3 separate regions of the Oryctolagus cuniculus genome follow, and regions 1 and 3 are each linked to region 2. The links are chromatin contacts, called in public Micro-C maps. All regions are on one chromosome and are shown on one strand. The core of a region is the stretch at or near the end of the contact, and the rest is flanking DNA. Distances in the headings are between cores, read along the strand shown.

The links. Hi-C and Micro-C count contacts between places; a contact is called where the count stands out from the background.
Region 1: a Micro-C map of ear pinna shows a contact between it and region 2, with 4 times the contacts expected there. The contact joins the promoter of GABBR1 here to the promoter of LOC100354871 in region 2. A contact is called at or near these places in 2 of 6 Hi-C or Micro-C datasets (ear pinna and an unstated tissue).
Region 3: a Micro-C map of ear pinna shows a contact between it and region 2, with 3 times the contacts expected there. The contact joins the promoter of RPP21 here to the promoter of LOC100354871 in region 2. A contact is called at or near these places in 2 of 6 Hi-C or Micro-C datasets (ear pinna and an unstated tissue).

The regions. Positions count from the first base shown.
Region 1 is chr5:140,520,308-140,524,585 of mOryCun1.1, reverse strand. GABBR1 (gamma-aminobutyric acid type B receptor subunit 1) reads right to left here and starts at 2,964. Exons shown (of 23, transcript XM_008262637.4): 1 at 2,619-2,964; 2 at 2,096-2,189; 3 at 1,256-1,459; 4 at 383-568. The coding sequence starts at 2,189.
Region 2 is chr5:140,249,491-140,253,643 of mOryCun1.1, reverse strand. It overlaps LOC100354871 (tripartite motif-containing protein 26), which reads right to left and starts at 2,524. Exons shown (of 8, transcript XM_002714345.5): 1 at 2,367-2,524.
Region 3 is chr5:139,949,284-139,953,565 of mOryCun1.1, reverse strand. It overlaps RPP21 (ribonuclease P/MRP subunit p21), which reads left to right and starts at 2,639. Exons shown (of 5, transcript XM_002714349.5): 1 at 2,639-2,772; 2 at 2,852-2,952; 3 at 3,033-3,115. The coding sequence starts at 2,716. It overlaps TRIM39 (tripartite motif containing 39), which reads left to right. Exons shown (of 7, transcript XM_051855775.2): 7 at 1-1,749.

The sequences.
Region 1 (4,278 bases), core at 1,715-4,214, 270 kb before region 2:
GTGACAGAAATCTGTAAGTTTAGAGAAAGGGAATGAGTCTAGGGAAAACTGGAATTTTTAAATCTTAAGAAGTGGAGGAAGGCGTAAGATGCATGATGAAAAAGAAAATATTAAGGCCAAAGAACTGGGAGCGGGGAGAAAATACAAAAAGAGAAAGGTACAGGAGGGAAGCCCCCAAAATAGATAAAGTGGACAGTGGGGACTGCAGGAGAAAGTTTGGGGTGGGTGGAAGGAGAAAGGGGTTGGGTTTTCACCTGTATCGTCCCCCAGCCCTCCCCCACATTTTTATCGTGCCCCTTCCTCTCCCACCGTCCATCCCACCCCACTCCCATCCTTGCACAAGCGTCCTCATCAGCTGCATGCAGGCAGCTGTTCCCCTCACCCTGGCAGTGGGGCTTGGGGGTGCTCCACTGGCCCTGACTACAGATGCTCCGGGAGCTGCCCACCAGATGGAAGTCGGGGTCACAGCGGAAATCCACCCGGGCTCCGTCCAGAGCTGGGAGGTCCCCACCCGTCAGGAAAACCTTCCCATTTTCCAGGGCCAAGTAAGACTTGGAGCAGATTCGGACTGTGGAGAGAGGAAAATAGAACAGCCAGTTGGAGATAGCAGGGGTCTCAAGTTTGGGCTTGGGTCCACAGCTTCCTGCTCTACAGAAAGTCAGATGTGAAAAGGATTCATGCTCTACCTTCCCTCCTCCCCTAAACCTGCTCCATCCACAGGGTTCCAAGAGGAAAAGGAAAAGCACTTGCATCCTAGGAACCCAAGATGGAGCTATAGGCCCATAAAATAGGATCTCTTAAAAGTCAGCACAATGGACAGTTCTCTAGCTTTGCAATGTATAGATGCAGGTATGGGATGTACAATCAAATCTGCTTTTTTTATTATAATGGGTATAAAACTGGCTTTTGTTTCCTGGGCATACAGTCATCGAGTTGGAGACAGAGGTATTCAAAAGCACAGTGAACTCATTTTACAACTTTTTGGCAAAACCCACTACTAATGATCCTTAAAAAGAATCACTCACAAGATGAATAGTCAAAGTTACTTGATCCGGTTCCCAGTGGCCTCACGAGGGGAGGTGGAATGAAGTGCTTTACTACCTCCATCGCACACAGCAGCGGTTGCCATTCATTCAGGTATTTGAGAATTTGGCTATCCCGGATACAAAGTGCTGACTTGCAAGTGGTAACGCTAAGTTTGAGTCATGAAAACAAATGGTCCTGAGCAGGGGAGGGGCTTCCCGAGGCTACTCACCACAGCGGCTGGGTGTGTCCATGTCTGTCCAGGAGCCGTTGGCCAGGCACTTGCGCACCTTGGGCCCCACCACCTCGCGCTCCCCCCGGCACACATATTCAATCTCATAGTCCACAGGCAGGAAGTTGATAGCCTTCACCTGGTCCCGAGTCAGGCCCCGGTACCTTATGCCCCCTTCCCAGGGCGGGTGTATGATCTGGCAACCTGAGGGTGAGTGGGGGAGGCACACAGAGAGGAATCGTGGGAAAGAGGAAAAAGAGGCTCCGCGGTGGAGGCGGAGGGAGAGTAGGGCGTGGCCGCTGGGCGGGCTGGGGGCCAGGGGAAAGGGGGAGGCCTGACTGGCTGAAAAGAACCCCGGGCGGGAGGGGGGAGTCGCCACGAGCCGGGCTGGGACGATGCTAGTGGACGGTGATGAAGAAAAGTAACTAGGAAATAGTGAAGGGTATGATGAGTGGGTGGAGCTTAGCCCCCCAAAAAAGGCTAAAGGGATCCTTGAGTTAATTAGAATGACGAGTGGGGGACCTTGTAAGACCATCTGAGCAGTGAAGTGGGACCCAGCAGAGGTAACCTGGGGCCAGGAGAGGGAGGTGGGGTCGAGGAAATAGTGCAGGTTCCTGGCGGGTGGTGCCGTGCAGTCCTGGGCAGATGGAGGGGTGCTGGATAGAAAGGTGGGGTGACCGGAAGGAGGTAGGGAGTACTAAAAGGGGCCGAGCAGAAGGGGTGGCAGGCGGGGATGCCGTGTAGGGCTGACGGGACAGTGACAAGCTCCAGAATTGAAGAGGCCTGGGGAAAGCGGGAGTTGGGTGAAGGAGGGCCCGAGGTCGCCGGAGAAGGGGGCACCTTCGGAGGTGGCGTTGGGGGTCTGCGCCCCGCCCGCGCCCGGGGGACGTAGGAAGAGAGGCGCCAGCAGCAGCAGCAGCAGCAACGGCAGCATCTGAGTGAGAGGCGGCCGTGAGGACCAGCCCGAGCCCCGCCGGCGCGGCCCGGACCCGGGAGCGGCCTGGCCTCCCCGCGGTGGCCTCGCAGGCTGCGACCCCGCTCGGCCCCGGGGACCGCGAGCGCGCCCCGCGGAGGAGGCGGGGGCGGAGCCCCGCGCGGGGTGGGGGGAGAGGAGGAGAGAACGCCTGTCCCCACCCTCCTCCTGCCTCCCTCGGCCCCCCACCCTCCCGGGACTCCACCTCTCACCACCTCCTCTCCCCGGCCCCCGCAGCTCGGCGGAGCCCGGCTTACCCACGCTGCCGGGACCGGCCGCCTCACCGCTCCCCGAGTCCATCCCCGCCGTTCCTCCTCGCCCTCGGCCCCCGGCCCGCCCTCCCCCACGCGCCCCTCTCCGAGCCCTGCCTCCCGGGACCCTGGCTCTTACCTCGGCGCGCCGGCCCAGCTCCCCGGCTCTCCCCGGGCCTCAAGGCCCCAGGCCCGGCCGCTCCTCCCCGCTCCCCCCTCCTCTCTCCTCCACCTTTCCCTTCCTCCCAGCCTTCCTCCCCTCAGTTCCGGGCTGCGGCCCGGCCAGGGTCTCTCCCCTCCTCTCTCGCTTCCCCCGAACCCCACCCCCGTCTCTCCTTCCCCGGGGCGGCGGCGGCCGCGGGAGCGGGGAGCCGGGAGGGAAGGAGGCGGCGCCGGGGACCGGGGAAAGCTCTCGGGCGGAGGGAAGAAGGAGGGTGCAGGGGAAGACAGGGCGGGGGGAAGAGAGGGGAGACCGGGGAGAGGGCGCCTCCCACAACCCCAGCCCCGGGAGCCGCCCCGGATCCCAGCCCCGCCCTGGACCGCCCACAGCGCGCGGGGCGGGCGGCGGAGAGGCGCAGGGCTGAGAGGTGGGAACCGACCCCGGCGCGCACGTACGCCCGGGCGGGGGCCGAGCACCGGCTAGCAGCCCCGAGCCAAAAAGGCAGAGAGAAGCTGGCACTGAGCCAGAGTCTGGGATGAAGGTGGAGAAAGACGGTTGCACAGAGGGAAAGCGGCCCTGAAGCCGGGCGACAATGGAGGCGGAGGCTGGGAGCTACGCGGAGAGCGGTGGGAGAGACAGAAACCTGGGCGAGAAGGGGAGGGGGAATGAGGTGGGGGACGGTGCACCTGAGCCACCCAAGAGCGAGAAGCGTCGGGTGCCGACAGGGAGAGCCGGAGACCTGGGCGGCCCCTTGGGCCAGCATTGCCTCTCTCCTGCTGCGGGAAGGGGGTGCAGAGTGGATGGGAAGCCAAAGATGGGAGGGGGCGCATCCAGGACAGAAATCAAGGTAGAAGAAAAGGGGGGCGGGGAGCGCGCAAGAGAAAAGAGCAGCCAGGTTCTAGACTTCCGCAGAGCTTGACAATCAATATTTCTTAGCTAAGGGCCGAGTGGAAACTCTGAAGATAGTCAGGGAAGTACAGGCCTTTTGACAGCTCCAGAAGCGCCTTGGCTATTGTCTGCAGCCCAGGCCAGTGCTGTCCATCACAGGCCTGACTTGGAGCTGGGAGAAGGGGGAGGGGCGGCTGCTTTCTGACAGCTCCTGGGAAAAAAAGGGGGAAGACGCCAAGCACGTGAGACTACCTGCAACCGAGGTCTTATGCCTCTTTCATAATAAACACTTTGTAGTGACCTGAATTGAAATTCACAGATGACATAACTTGAAAAAAAAAAAAGGATCAAAATGTGTCCCTGCCAGGAAAATAAAGGTTACTTGTAATAAAGTAACACGAACAATATGTGAATGAATGAGTGCTCAAATCTTGCTACACTAGAAGTCATAATGGAGTAGTAGGCAGATGTTTGCACCTGTGCACAGAGTCACGGTGATGAGACTGCTACCAGCACAGGCTGATACAGGTGCTAAGTTGGTGACTCAACCCCCTCCAGCACATGGCCATCACTGAAGTGAGTCAATGAAATGTCGAACTACTCTTGGTAGCAAAGCAAATCTTCCCCTAATTTACAGAAAACCATAATTGCGTTCCTAGAAAGTTCATCATGTATTTAGACCATTAAAAAAAAAAAAAACTGTGTTAAGTTCTAGACTCAAATAATTAACCAAGGTTTTCACCTACATCAA
Region 2 (4,153 bases), core at 1,275-3,774:
TGATGACGGATTTAGGGTGGAGACTTGACCTAATTATGACATCTGAGACGTGGGTCTGCTGGGAGGTCTTTAGGTAACTGGGGAGCATGCCCTTGGAAGCTACTTCTTGCCAGAGAGTTTGCTTTTTGACCAAGTTGGGCCTAGCTTCTCTCTGCTTCCTGGCTCACCATATGATAGTTCCTCCCCACCCACTTTGCCATGGCCAGGCTTTGCTAGACACTGGACTACAAGGCCTCCAAGCTGAAAGGTGAAATAATCCTTCTTCTTCCCAGGGAGCTCCTCTCAGGATTTAAGCAATAAAACCTGACTACTGCATGTCCTCTGATTCTCCTCCGTTCTCCGCTCTTTCACCACACTCCCTTCCCCGGCCACAAATGCTGTTACCCAGATCTCCCTGAACCTTTCTCTACATACACAACTTTTTTTTTTTGCGGGGGGGGGGGGGGGGACATTAATATTCCATTTCAACCAAGCTGGCAGTTCTAATTCATCCTGGATGTTAGCTAAAGCAAACTTCTCTTTTCAAAAACAACAGTCAGCTTCCAGTCATCCTCCATGTCATCTCCATTCAGATCCTGAGAGCCTGTGTCTCTCAGTCACTCCCCAAAACCTCAATTCTAACCACAGGCTCTTTTCTGAGGGGGGTGGCAGCTAAACTGAGTCCATCCTGTTACTCCTTGGAGGAAGTGGCGTCTACTGCCCCTGGGCCTCAGTTTCCTTGCCTACTAACAAGGAGAAAATGTTTTGCCAAATTTACCAGGCTGTTTGAAGTTCAAGGTGAGGTCGTACAATCGTTAAGTGTTTCAACAGAAAAAGGCTCTAGGAAAACACATGCTAGCATAAGCATAGGAGCCAACCTGAAAAAAACCCCAATGGACTCATCGACAACATTTCGCCTAGCAAAATAAAGCAGTATGGGATTATAACCCATGAGTCCACACTCATATAAATGAGTGAATAAGTTAATAAACACGGAAGAAGGAGACCAATCTCCCACCAGGATAATGCCTAATAATGTATGTGGACACAGCCCTCAAGGAGGAGAGCACAGCTCCTACTCCTAAGGTGGGAGCTGCACACAGTGGCTTCATTCTAAGAGTACAGTATGCAAGAGGGGGGAACCCTTCATTCTTGCATCCAGGTGACCAAGTCCAACATCAAGCCCTAAGTCATGCTGATGGTGTGTACCCCTGATATGACCTGGGGAAAACGGCAAACTGCCTCTGTGGTATTCCTCCTCTACACCTCATGAAGCAAAGTCTTAGGGAAAAAAAATTCAGACAAATTCCATCTACAATCTACATGATCAAACTGTCAAGGTCATCAAAACAAAGTCTGAGAAACTGCCACAACCAAAATGAACATGAGGAGATGCAGAACTGAACATAAAGTGGCAACCTGGACAGGCTCACGAAACAGAAAAAGTGCTTTTTAAGAAAAAAAAAAAAAAAACTAAGGAAATACGAATTCACTGAGGACTCTGGTCAGTAATAATGGTCATTGGTCCATTAATTGCAACAAATGCACCACACTGATGCAAGATGCTGCTAACAGGGGCAAGAGTCGTCGATACTTTATATGGGAACTCTGTACTGTCTTTTCAATTTTCCTAAAATCCAAAAACTGCTATAAAAATAAAGTCAATGTTTAATAAAATACTCTATTTTTAAAAATTGCAATTTGAAGACCATAAAAAATGTCCATTTTTTTCTAAGAGGTAATTTCTTTAAAACTTGGGGGTTAAATATGCTAGGGTTTATGATTTAAGCCAGCAGTTAAACAGAAGGTTCGGGTATGCTTGAACCAATGTCACTCTCCCCTCTCTTCAAACACACACGACTGGTTGCAGTGTCAGACACTGGAACCTACTGGTTATTTGGAAGTGTCTGCCTCTCGCTTACTCCACAAAGTTAAATTCATGCACTTATTTCTAAGGTCAGAGAGAGAATTCGCAGCTCTCAAGCCTATGTGGCTAAACCGGTTTATTCTGACGAAACAGAAAAAGGAAGGAAAGGCAAGAAAACCTGACTCTGACCACGGAGCCGGATTGGCCGCGTCTCTACCCGGCTCCGAGCAACCAGACCGCCATCCGGGCCCCGCTGACTTCTGGCTGTGGGGACTGGAACGCATACGCGCCCACACTGAGCCCTGGGAAGCAGAAAGGCCCGGGAGGGACCCGCAGATGCAGGGGCGGGCGAAGCGGCAGGGCTTGGGCCGGCGGGGAGGTGGCGGCGGGTCCGGCCCGCGCCCCAGCCCGCCGGGCGGCCTGGCCCCGCTCCGCCCCGGGGCCCAGCGGCCGCCCGGCCCTGAGCCGCGCTGGTCAGACCGCCGCCTCGCGGCAGTTCTCATCGGAGGCCGCCACTCACCAGTCCCGAGCTCCGGGTCGCGAATCCGGGGCTGGGGTCGCCTCTCTCCCGCGCCGGTACGTTCGGGGTCCCGCTCCTCCACGAGCCCCCGAGCGAGACAGCTCGTCCCCGCCCCGTAATCTCCCGGCTCTTCGAGGCCTTCCACCGAGATTTTTCCCGAGCGGCCCTGGGATTGGTCGCTGCCGAACTCCGTCTGCCAATGGGCACCTCGGTCTCCCCTACGTCACTGATCACTGGGCAAATCCCCAGGCGGTTGCGGGGGGGTGGAGCGGCAGGACTCGCGAAAAGGAAACCGAAATCCGGCGGGGCGGGGCTGCGCCGGAGCCGCCGCCGGAGTTTGAAGCGGAAGGCCGGTGCCGTTACAGGCTTGGAGGGAGCCAGATTCGGAGGCCTAATGAGACCCCTGCTTGGGACTCTGGGGTGCTAGATTCCCTCCCCTCCTCCCGAGACCCCCAGCTACTCTCGCGATCCCCACCCAGTGCTGGATCCGAGTCGGAGTGCATTTTGAGGTCACGTAACCTTCGCCAGGTGCTTAATATTAAATATCCTCCCACCCCCATCCCCAGAGCGGCCTCAATTTGCTTCCAGAACAAGGTAGCATCTTCGCCAGCGAATAGTCTCTTGGGCCTGTTTACAAAAATTAACCACCTCTGAAGCGCCCGTGACGAATGAGGCGCCTGAGGCAAAATGGCCTGAAGGCAAGCATTGCCCCCATCTGACAGAAAGGAAAGCCGAGGCTCCGAAAGCCTGGGGGGCCTTCCCGCGCCAGAGCGCCCGTGGTGTGTGGGAGGGCGGTTTCCAGGAGGCTCCGCGTCCCCGGCGCCCTCACCGCCTGGCACCGCCCTGACGGTGGCCTCGGCACGTTTTAGAACCTGTTCTGTAGTTGCTGTGGTGGAAGAAAGTGTGTGCTGCTAAGCGGCTCTCCGCCGGTGCTTGCCCCACCTACAGGCCGTTCTGTCACACTGCAGCCGTGGCGCTTCGTTCACCGGGCCTTCCTCCCCTGCCCCGCTTACACTTCTCCGCTGTCTTCCCCACACCCTTAGAGGGACACGGAAGGTGCCCGAAGGGCCCCCGGAAAGCCTGTGGAGGCTCTCTGACTCCCGCCTGCCACCACTCCCTCGGGGAGCTTTGAGCCACCCTGGTCCCAGAGCCTCCTTCTTGTCAGCCATGCACCTGCTCAACTGACCTGTCAGCCCTTCCTCCATCACCCAGTCTACATCAGGCCCCCCGTCGTGTTTTGATTTACTTTCTGCATACAGCTGTCAGCTTTCAAAGCATCTTGTTTATTCCTTTGTGAGCATGTTTATTTTCCATCCTCCTAAGCAGCATGGAAGTTGAAACATCACCCGTGTTCCTTAGCCGTGGTTGTCACTCAATGAATGAATGTTGAGTGAATGAACTCAGCGTGGGCGTTTCTGAATGCTGGCCTCAGCCTTGCTATTCCCTTGCCCAGAACACTATGTCTGGTTGACGCAGCTTCTCGGGTCCAAGTAAGGGCAACAGAAGTGGATGCTGGGAATGCAAGTGACTCCTAAGCTTGCTTTGTGCTCAGAGGCAGCACAGGGTGGTACTCGCCTCTCCAGCTGCTGGTGTTGCAAAACGGTGAAGGTGATCTCAGTTCTTGTCTCATGGCGAAGAAGAATTTCCACATGGACAGGGGGCAGTGAGCAAAGCGAGACTTATTGAAAGTGAGAGACCTACTGACACAGCAGTCAGGAGAGGTCTCCAAGGGAGGAGTTGCCAGTTAAGCCTCTAAAGGCCTGCCCTTTAGAAAAAAAAAAATAGCT
Region 3 (4,282 bases), core at 1,390-3,889, 300 kb after region 2:
ACCTTTCACCCCGTTGCATATCAAAGTGAAACCCAAACGGGTGGGCATATTCCTAGACTATGAGGCTGGCACGCTGTCTTTTTATAACGTCACAGACCGTTCTCACATCTACACCTTCACCGATACCTTCACAGAGAAACTTTGGCCCCTGTTCTACCCAGGCATACGGGCCGGTCGGAAGAATGCTGCACCACTTACCATCAGGCCTCCAACAGATTGGGAGTGACAGGTTGGGACGCGGGAGGAATCGGGGTGAGGCAGGGTCAAGAATACGGGCCTTCCTTCCTGTGGCCTGCGGGAACGTCTTGGTGTCTGCCTGGTTCCAGTTGTGAATCATCTCAGAGAAACACCGTGGTTTCTAAGATGCTTTGTGTGCAGGAGTGGGCAGGCCCGGGCTGCAGTGAGAGCACAGCTGTGTCTCCCTCCTGACGGTCAGGATGGGGAGCTGGTTCCCAGGGGATCGTCGACCCTGGCGCCCACCAGGTTTTCTGTTGCACAGGGAGGGGTTGGAAAGGAAGGAGAGGCTTTTATGGAAACAGAGTCAGCAGGAGGTTCTAATTTGCTCAAACTGGAAGAAGAAGCAGAAACCCCCCCAGGCATCTTCTCATGGGGTTCTTCGACCCAGAATAGTCTTGTTTCCTAAGGAGGATTGCAAAGGTCTGTGCACCTCTTGATTGAAGGAAGATGAGTGACAGCTGCTGTCATGAATCTGAAGTTGAGTTTTTTTGTTTTTGTTTTTTGTTTTTTTGTTTGTTTGTTTGTTTTGTTTTTTAAGAGCAGAGTCTGGGATCAAGAAGGATATAGAAGGAAGGTCAAGGAAGGAAACTAAAAAGTCCTAGAGACTAATGAAAGGGAAGGAGATTCGATCAGTCTTCTGTTCCCAGGTTAGGGTTGCCATTGTGATGAGGAATGGCCAGAAGTCGTATAGGAAAAAGGAGGAGGTGAGAAGACAGGAGAACCCAGGTTTCCGCCTCAGCCATCCGCAGAGCTGGCTTACTGCTGGCTTGCTCGTGGTGGGTTGTCTCCAAGAAGTCACTGCCCTCACTCCTCTCCAGAGGCGAGTTGGGAGAGAGCCTGTGAGACACGCCTACCCTCTCACTGTTCTCCCAAGGGGACAGGGAGAGGCAAGAGTTGGGTGTCAGAGGGAGGTAACTCTGTCCAAAGCTCTGGCCTTAAAGAATGTTCCTAAGTGGCTGCTCCCAAGTTGTCAGCCTTGTTAGCTGGCAGTGTCCAAGCCAGAAAGGAAGAAAGTTAAATGGAGTCTTTCTCACCCTGAGGACAGGTGAGAAGCGGGCGGTGTGTGTAAGAAAAGGCCAGATAGCAACTTCCTTGGGCCTGTGTGCGTCTGGCCTGGTATTGCTGTTCACACAAGGCAGGCTTTGGCTTGTCTGTTGCCATCGTTCACCCTTTGCCATTCCCCTTTTCAGAGAATGTAAATCATCTTAATGTTAGGCCAAAACAAACAACCAGTAGGGTACATAAGTGATCCAAATAAAGAAACAAAAAAAACAAGGAAAGCAATGCATGCCAAACCAAAACACAACGTCTTGGATTATCTGCTGCTTGGGTCAATCTCCACAGAAGACCAGGACAAGAAACTGCAGTTTATCGAGGGCATTTCAGTTCTACCACCTCAGCAGGACTGTGTCCACTCTCCTCCTCTTACCTTTGTGCCTTGACTGTGGTTCTTTGTGGCAGGATAACTCTGGTTGGTAAAAATTATATGGAACAAAGGATCCACTGAAGTGACCTCTGTGTTGTGTGGTAATTTGGCAATGGCTTTGTGTTGATGGGTGTTCAAAACGCATGCTCCTGGGCCTCCCCCTCTCTTTGTTCGGTCAGGGCCTGTGCGGGCCTAGGCATCGGCATTAAACTCACCTGAGTCTGAGGACCCCTGCAAGACATCCCAAGTGTCAGCCACTTTCCTTCCCCTGAGCAGGAGGCCTGGTCCTCTGTCGCCTGGTGGCAGGGGCCCCTAAAGGAGAGAGGCGGCTCACCCTCTCCTGACCTGTGCTAGCCGCTCATGCACATCCTGCCCACCTCATGTTTGCGTTGTGCAGCTGGCGGCCACCGAGAATCAGGTGAAGAATCAGGTGAACGGGATGGCAGACAGAAGAAACTGGAGGGAGAGAAAGGTCAGGGTGTGGGCTGGGGTGGGGCTGCTGCTGACAGGTTTCCGCGCTATACGCCAGGGGTTGGAAACTGTTGGCACAAGTGGGGCTCACCTGGTGTGTTAACAGCACCGTGTAACAAGCACAGTGTGTTTCCCGGGTGGGTGGAAAAGAGAGTAAGTTGTGTTTTCGCGATCCTCACCCTCTTCACAAAGCTCGTGGGCCCCTATGGCTGTGTGGACATGTAGCCTCTGTCCCACCAGATCTAGGTGTCTGCCTTCGGCTTAGGAGACTGGTGCGCAGGTCTAGCTGGGTATACCCGGCTGTCTGTCTTAGACACCGGTCCTCTCTCGTGAAAATGTGTAGCACTTTTTAAGATCCTCTCCCACTCCGATAGCCGAACCGTGGGCTTGCGGAAGTCTGGAAGGACTCCCAAACTCCAGAACGGACTCAAGGGTTGGAAGGCAGGGCTTGGGCTTGCCCACTCAGGGTGCTGGGGCGGCCAGCCGGGGCGCGGGCCCCGTGGGACTACACTTCCCAGCAGGCCTCGCGCGGCGCCGTGGGCGGGGCTGGAGGCGGTCCTACGAGGGCCGGCACTGCGCCCATGGCGGGCCCGGTCAAGGACCGCGAGGCCTTCCTGAGGCTCAACTTCCTCTACCAGGTGAGTCCCGGCCAGGGCGTGCGGAGGGACGCGGACCTCGTGCGTTCGGCGCCGAGGTGACCCCGCCCCGGCCGCCCAGGCCGCCCACTGCGTCCTTGCGCAGGACCCCGAGAACCAGGCGCTGGCCAGATTCTACTGCCACACTGAGCGGACCATCGCCAAGCGGCTCGTCCTGCGTCGGTGAGACGGGCGCGCAGCTGGCGGCGGGGGGACGCGGGCCGTGGAGCGGGCGGCCGGACCACCTTTGCCTCTGCCCCCAGGGACCCCTCGGTGAAGAGGACCCTCTGCCGTGGCTGCTCTTCCCCGCTCATCCCGGGCCTCACCTGCACCCAGCGCCAGAGACGTGAGTGGTCCTGCAGGATTGTGGGCTTGGGGGCGGGGGTGGGGGTGGGGTGGGGGCGCCTCTAGGCGGGGGTCGGGCTGAGGAGCAGTCTCCAGCTCTGAGTTAAGTTGCCGACTGCACTAGAACAAACTAGGGTTTGGAGTTCGTTTTTAGGCCCCACCTGTGCGGCAGACACATGATGTTGCCGTAAGAGGCAGCCCCACCTGTGCATAATAACGGGTGGCATTGGGTGTCGCGTAGGACACCGTTCCACTGCCACAACCCAGGAAGTTGTCTCTGAAATTACAGCCTGATGGATTAAAGATCCTAGCAGTTAGGGCAGTGTAGAAAATGCCAGTGATGGAGAGGCTCAACAAAGGGAGCGAGATGGGCGCTCTAGGCACGGGGGAGGATTCCATGATGAGGGAGTTGGTGGTGCTGTAGAAGTACAGGAAGCTGGAGCTTGAGGTAGCAGGACAAGACAGGGCTGAAGAGGGAAACAGGCCAGGGCAAGACTCTTGTTAGAAGTTTACAGTGTGGTGGTCCACACTGTGGCATAGCAGGTAAAGCCCCGGCCTGTGCCGCTAGCATACGCCAGCATCCATATGGACCCAGGGGAGTCCCCGGTGCTCCACTTCCTCTCCGGCTCCCTGCTGATGTGCCTGAGAAAGCAGTGGAGGATGGCCCAGGTGCTTGGGCCCCTGCACCCACGTGGGAGACTCCGAGGACTGTTGGGGAGTGAACCAGCAGATAGAAAATAGATAGAAAATATATCTCTCTCCCTTTCTCTCTCTCTAACTGCTTTTCAAATAAAAAAAAAAATTTAAGATTTATTTATTTATTTGAGAGGCATAGTTACAGAGAGGCTGAGGCAGAGAGAGAAAGAGAGAGTGAGGTCTTCCATCTGCTGGTTCACTCTCCAAATGGCTGGAACTGCGCTGATCCAAAGCCAGGAGCTTCTTCCGGGTCTCCCACACAGGTGTAGGGGCCTAAGGCCTTGGGCCATCTTCTACTGCTTTCCCAGGGCATAGCAGAGAGCTGGATCGGAAATGGCACAGCTGGGGCTCCAACTGGTGCCCATATGGGATGCCAGCACTGCAAGTGGCAGCTTTACCTGCTATGCCATAGCACCAGCCCCTCAAATACAATTTTTAATTCTTTTTTTTTTTTTTAATTTGGACTTTAAAG